Linked DNA regions of Mus musculus: region 1 is linked to region 2. The links are chromatin contacts, called in public HiChIP or PLAC-seq maps. All regions are on one chromosome and are shown on one strand. The core of a region is the stretch at or near the end of the contact, and the rest is flanking DNA. Distances in the headings are between cores, read along the strand shown.

Region 1 (3,571 bases), core at 1,042-3,541, 800 kb before region 2:
GTAGCTAGTGATGCCAGGTCTACACCCCAGACTCCACTATTCCCAAATGTAGCAACTAGGCACATTAGTCAGGGGTTTTAAAATAACATCCTGTTTTTTAAAAGGTATATCTTCCAGGTGTTCATGCTATCTCCAGCAAAAACAAGCTTTTGTTTACAGAAGCAGAAATGCTGCTTGACCTTGTGAGCCATTATCTTGCATAAACAACCCTTTTGTTAAAGTTGTACAAGCCCGGGCAATTACAGAAACAACCCTTAGCGGCCCTTAACATTCAGAGGTCCAGTTTTGCTTTATAGTTCTCTTAAGCACAACAATATTTAAACTTTGAAATAACATAAGGTCAGCCATCAACAAAATGTTATCCACCAACATAATGTTAGCCATCAATATAAAACATAAGCTATATCTTCATTATTTATGTTCTTGAGATTGTTTACACCAACCTGGCCTGGCCTAGGCTTGTTTACCAGCTACTTGGGACACTGAGGTAGGGTGGGATGAGTTTAAGGCCATCCTGGGCCAACTTAGCCAAATCCATGGAAAGACTGGAAACCATTTGAATTGCGAAACGTTTTCTTTCTATTATTTATTTACTTATTTCTTTACTTTTGAGACAGGTTCTCTCTTATTGCATAGCTCTGGTTGGCCTGGAACCTGAACTATAGAACAAGTTGTCCTCAGCCTCAGAGATCTGGCTGCCTCTCCTATAAAACCATGCCTAATAAGAAAGGATTTCTCCTTGTCATCCTCCTTCCTTTGAGACAGGGTCTCTCTACATAGCCCTGACTCATTGTGTAGACCAGGCTGGTCTTGAATTCAGAAATCTACTGGCACATGTCACCACACCCGGCTTATGAGAAAGAGTTTCTTATTCTAGTTAGAGTGATTCATTTATTTTCTCAGTGCCCAACTTTTAGGGAAGTATATTCAAATAATTGAGAACAATTGCTCACCGTTAAGTCTGGGGCAAGATAAACCCACGGTCAGTATTGGAAAACTGTTTTTCTCTCAAAGCTCTCTGCCACAAGAGACTTTAATTCTCAGAAAATAATTAAGGGCTAGAATAAGGAAAGCCAAGGAATAGAACAGGACAGAGTATGCCCTGCCTGTATTCTTATGGAGGAGGTAGTGCTGAGCTGGGACATAGTGAGTTAGGGTTAGTTTAGGCAATTCAAAGAGGAACAGGGGCGAGGGGTCATATTTACCTTGGAAAGTATGTGAATTCAGAATATCCTAAGACAGGCCAAAATGCCCTAATTCCAAAACCACATTATGTATGCACAAATGTACCCTTAGAACAATGTATCGGTATGTCAAAGATCAAAAGTTTTGATTGATGGTTCTAGCATGCCCCTCCCCCTACTTTTTTAAAGACAGGGTTTCACACTGACACCAGCTGGCTCATTTTAAACTCCGACTGTCCCCTTGCCTCAGTATCTCAAATGCCAGGATGACAGCCCTTCCCTATCACGTGTGTGTGTGTGTGTGTGTCCTTCAGTTTTTCGATTATTGATTCCATCAGTATCTGTGCTGAGGGTGGGACTAAAGAATCTTACCATTACCTACTTTGTTAGGATGGTGTTAGAAGCAACATTCTTGGATCCGGTGTAGAAGCCGCCTTGAGAAATAAGAGAGTCAATTGAGAGGACAAGTCAAAAGAGTAAGACTATTTCGTGACACGTGAGTATTACACACAATTCACACTTCAGTTGATAAATCACACTGTTTAGTGCACAGGCAGGCTCGTTCCTTTGTCTTTCCAGCTGCTTCTGCGCTGGCGCCCTGGGGTTGGAATAATTTCGACAGCAGGCCTGGAAAAACTTGAACCATTTCGTCGTTGTCGGTTCAGAGTTGCTAATCAAAAACTATCCGAATTCAAGCGCCACTTGGGGAATACTCCCTGACAAAGCGGAGCGCATCCGCTTTGAAGACTGGTAAAAACAGCAGACCCCTAGTCAATCCTACCCCGTTTATGGGCCTCAGTTTCCCCAGCTATAAATTGGGGGCTAAGCAGTGATCCTCGGATTTTAGGCAGACTGCCTCGCAGTAGATCGGTTAACTATCATGGGCTGCAGCTCCTGGAGCTACAGATTGAGGTCAGTTTGGAGCCGGCAGGCACGCTGTGGGCGGGTCCCCGGGCGGGTTGGGTCCCACCCCAGTGGTTTCCAGCTTGCCCAGCGCAGCACCCCGCAGGCCTAAGCTTTCCCGGGGGAATTCCGGGCGGTGCGGGCGAGCACTGGGGGCGGGGCAGGGCTGCTGCCTATAAGAAGGGCTGCGCGCCCGCTCCGGGCCACTGGTTTGCGCTGTTGAAGCCATGGCGCCTGCCTGCCTGCTTGCGCCGCTGCTGCTGCTGCTCCTCGGAGGCTTCCCCTTGGTCCCCGGAGAGTCGGTATGTATTTGAAGGATGTCTTGGAGGGGGGAGAATTGGGGGGTGCCTTCTTTGTCCCCTCAAATCCCGGGATCCGGAGGGAGTAGGGTGCATCGCGAACTGTGCTCCCTCCCCCCAACCCCCTCTGGACGCCGAGACAGGGAAAACTTTGTGAGGAAACTTTGCTCTTGGGTCTCGAGAAGGCTGCCGGAGACTCTTCCACGCGCCGTGCACCCCTAGCCTGTTGCTCTGAGCTCTGGACTCAGCCTGGCCTCTGGGCTCCCGGGTGGGACGTGACTAAGTTGGTGTCAACTTTTCTCCTCCCACACCCTCACCCCTACTTTGTGATCCCAGTGCTGGCGCTGCGCGCGGAGTGGCCCTCTGGGTGTCCATAGCAGGAGGCTCGAATCTGAGATGGTCTGGGGACGGGGTGGGCAGCTTGTATTCGGGAGCTGGAACACTTTAGGGCTGTGCGGAGGACCCCGTTTCACAAACCCTGGGGAATGGAGAAGACTGAATCCTGGCCTTCGTTCTGGCCACAGTCTTGGTACGACTGACTTAAGGGGCAAGATCACCTCCTTCTAAGGTCACCTGACCTATCTACAGAACATATCATGAGGTGACCCTTCCTGCTTTAGGCTGTCCAAAAAGTAGGGTTCCTTATTTTTCCAGAGCGGACTTAAAGGATAACTTTCCGATCAGCTCCAGGCTAGAGATTGAGCTTCAACTGTTTTGTGGGAAGTGTTTTGGTTGAAACCGCACACGGGGAAATTGAGGCACCCACCTGAGTGCGGAGAAGGATCTAGAGGAGAAAAGATCCCAGGGAACCTAAAGAAACCTTTCCTTTTCAGGATCAGAGTCAACAAGGATCTAGGGCCGGATCAGCTCAGTCCTAGCAGGCGTTTAGGAGGCAAGGGAATTTACAGGGCATGACAGTTCCTGGGAGAGGGTGGTCTGACCCATGAGCACGGGCCATTTGTACCGTTAGTCTAAGTTTTAGGGGGAGTGAGACTCTGGAGTTTAATCATTAATGTTCTTTTGAAAGCCACCTTTTCTCTGGGCTTATTTAGGGAATAGTTGATTATGTTCAGGAGGCTCGAGATGAGAGTGTATGCACTCTCTAGCACAATTGCAGTTAGGTACGGAACCCATTGCATGCTGGTTTCTGCTCTGATGGCTTCCTGGTGGCTTTGGAATCGAGCG
Region 2 (3,448 bases), core at 46-2,545:
TCCTGCCCCTGCCTCCCAAGTGCTGGGATTAAAGGCGTGCACCACCACCGCCTGGCTGGGATCTGTACATTTTTAAGGGATGGGAACCCAAAGCAGGGGGTAGTGGGGAGCCTCAGTATTATCTAATTGTATTTTGATATTATGGGTACCTATTGGAGACTGGGCTGTATCCTGGGCACCTGGCTTCAAGGTCATTAATTCAGCTCTTGGAGTCAAGTCTTCTGGACTCTGGCCCGGAATTTTAGAATGATAAGGGAACAGAGGAGTGGGCGAGCTGCATGTAGTCAATTAGTGCATAACAGGCAATGGTTATAGGTTTTTATAACTTATGCATGTTGGCTCAGATAACAGTAGTTTCTATATTCTTTACTGGTTAACAGACAAGAAAACATTTGGACAAGTGGGGTAGGCATTCGGAGCAGGACCTTGTTTGGCCCGGCCTTCAAGGAGGGGAAGTTGTCCCTGAAATATCTGGACTCAGACAATTGTTTTCAACCGAGGTTGCTGAGCTGTTGGTAAAGTCCCCAGCTCCCCCAGGGCCTGAGACCTTGAATTTAGAAAACGAAAACGGTAGTACTTAGCATAAGTTTCTTTTGCTTGTTCCCAACAAAATGAGGACATGACTGCTCCAAGGTATGGCTGAGGAGAAAATTTTTATTATAGATATGAGAACGAGTACAGCCAGAGGCATCGGGAAGAGTCTAGGACAGGGAAAGTAGTGAGCTGAACCTGGCCAGCAGACTGACCCCCGCGGAGGGAGGGGGCAGGGGGAAAGGGGGGCAGGGGAAAAGAGGAAGGGGGAAAGGGGAAGGGGAGACAAGGCTGGAGAAGTTTCCGGTAGGGTGTGGGGTAAGAAGAGTGGCTTTTTTGTTCGTCTGAAACTCTATGTAGCACAGGATAGTTTTGAACTCCTGATCCTCCAGCCTCATCCTCTTTAGTTCTGGGATTACAGATGCTAACTGATTATTGAATGGCCCAACATAGCCTGTTTGCCTCTGAGTTTGCCAACATTCCATCTCTCAATAATCACAAAGTACTGCCCAGCCACGACTTAACAGTCTGTAGGATCTTTATTTAATTCGGATGTAGCTTCTTCCGAGGATAAGTGCAGTTCGTAGGGAACATGCTGTCTTTCTGCACCTTTATGTTGCCTCTGACCACCAGCGCCCCAAGCGAGCCCGGAGTTGTATGCCACGAACCCTCTACGTCCTCTGCCACCCCAGCAGTCTTAGGCTCCGCCTTCTCCCCCTCCGTGGGCGGGGCCACCCAATGACGTAAACTGGGCGTCCTGCGAAGGGCGGGCCCTGTTTCCGGCTTGAGGATCCGTCGCGTTTCTGAGGCGACGCCTCAGTCAGCAGTTAGGATCCGCTCGGAGCGGTCGGTCTCGGCCCCGGCGTCACCATGGGGGCCGTCCTCGGCGTCTTCTCCCTCGCCAGCTGGGTGAGTCCCGAGGCCTCGGCCGTCCGGGGCCTGAGGCGCGCAGGGGGTGGGTGTCGGGCCGCCCGAGGCGGACCCTCCACTCTCTGAGGCTAACAGAGAGGAGCGGGCAGGCCCAGGGTCCAGGCCCGGTAGCCGTCGTCCCGGAGTCGGGGTGCGGCGGCTCGGCTGGCTCTCGCTGTGGGCGGAGGGTCGCGGGAGGCCGGACCGCCATTGTTTACAATTTCGACGCCCCGCCCCCGCCAGCCTTCCGGACCCAGGGTTCCCGCGGCCAGGCGACGCCGAGGTTCCACGGCGCGGGTTCCTGAGTGGCTAGAGGATGGCGTCAGGGAATTTAGGGCCACTGTAGTCATTTTTCTTCATAGTTCGGCATATGCCAGCGCTACTGAGTGGGGTTGGGAGCGGGGCTTTTAAGTCAGCCCTGCTGCAGGTCGCGAGCAAAAGGCGTTTAATTAGAAGCCCCGCGGCCTAAATATTTTCGAATTAAACACCCTAGCATTCCTCTCCTCCAGAACTGTTGTGAGGATAAAGTAAAGAAATTAGTCCGATTCCCCTTGTCAATGGTAAAACGTTTTTAGAAGTTAATTTTAGGATCTCTTTAACCTAAGGAATAATCTAACAAATCTGCCTCAGAGGAACTTGGTAGCTTGAACCACAGTGCCTAATTGTTTTCTCCTTCCCGAGCTGATGTAATGAACCAAGGACTCAGGCTCTGCTCATGTCAATGGCATGTCTCAGGGCAGAAGTAATGTCGAAGATATCTTGTATATTTTTCTCCTCCTGGTTTAAAACCATAATTTGAAAATATCCTATCCAGGTGTTCATATCTAGAAACTCCTTGCATATATTGTTAATTCAGTTTTTACCCAGTAGGGGGTTAGGATACCAGAGTGGAATGAGAGAAGAGTACGAAATTAAAGGCTGTGGAGGGCCATGGCAGATCATTTGTTATTTGTTTTGAGACCCTGTCTCAAAACAGGGAGGTGCAAATTACAGTTTATGGGTAGGTTTTTAGAGGCTGTGGGTTTAGTCTCCAATTGCCACTATCCACCCCCATCTCCCATCCCACGCCAAAAAAGGGGGACAGAATATCAGGGAGCCAAATCATGCAGATACCCACTGTATGCCTTTATTTTTTAGGCAATCTCTTTGGTCATTCTGGGTGTTTAAGATTGCACCCAGGACCTTGTTTGTCCAAAGCTTATCTCTGAGAGCTCCTCCAGCTACACCTCCAGTCCAGTCTGGATTAAAGATTTCAAAGGACTTTTGTACGTGTTTAATTTTTGCCTTATTGAGATAGGTCACCAGATCTCCCTGAGTATCCCATGCTGGCCTTTCATTCACAGTTCTCCTTATTGGGATTGTAGGAAGGTGTTACTCCTGGCAAAGAAGTTTGGCCTTTACTTTTTTTGAAATATGGTTTTACGTTGTAGCCCAGGTTGGCCTTGAACTTTTAGCAATCCTCCTACCTCAGCCTAGTGCCGAAACTACAGATGTGAGTCCCCACTACTGGCATGTCTTAGTAAAATGCTTCACATTATTATTACTTGGGGCGGCGGGGTGGGGGTGGGGGCAGGATTTCACTCTGTTAGCTCAGCCTGTCTAGAACTGCAGATCCTTCTGCCTCAGCCTCCTGAGTGCTGCGGTTACAGAAGTATGCCACTTTCCTGGCTTTTTTTTTTTTTTTTTTTTTCCTGAAAAGAGTGTATCTGTGGAAGACTGAGTTTTGGTGATGAGTAACTCAGGTGATTAGGTCTTGCTGAAAGACCCCCCGAGACGGGTAGTCGATCAATCTGAGGAGACCCTCCCAAGGAACAGCGAGACCACGATTCGGATGCAAACAACAAGAGGCTTTATTGGTAACACGGGTACCCGGGCGACTCAGTCTATCGGAGGACTGGCGCGCCGAGTGTGGAGTTTTTACTCCTTTTATAGGGCTGGGGAGCAAAAAGCGCGGGTACAGAAGCGAGAAGCGAGCTGATTGGTTAGTTCAAATAAGGCTAGGGGAAAG

What was found. HiChIP or PLAC-seq counts read pairs in DNA pulled down with a chosen protein or histone mark.
Region 1: a contact with region 2 is called in an H3K27ac HiChIP or PLAC-seq map of extraembryonic endoderm stem cells, with 4 times the contacts expected there. The contact joins the promoter of Sdc4 here to the promoter of Serinc3 in region 2. A contact is called at or near these places in 3 of 39 promoter capture datasets (the C10 cell line and pre-B cells) and 1 of 115 datasets of contacts at active chromatin or transcription factors (extraembryonic endoderm stem cells).

What each region holds. Positions count from the first base shown.
Region 1 is chr2:164,441,908-164,445,478 of GRCm38.p6, reverse strand. Sdc4 (syndecan 4) reads left to right here and starts at 2,291. Exons shown (of 5, transcript NM_011521.2): 1 at 2,291-2,389. The coding sequence starts at 2,315.
Region 2 is chr2:163,642,990-163,646,437 of GRCm38.p6, reverse strand. It overlaps Serinc3 (serine incorporator 3), which reads left to right and starts at 1,295. Exons shown (of 10, transcript NM_012032.4): 1 at 1,295-1,440. The coding sequence starts at 1,402. It overlaps 0610039K10Rik (RIKEN cDNA 0610039K10 gene), which reads right to left and starts at 1,588. Exons shown (of 1, transcript NR_028113.1): 1 at 638-1,588.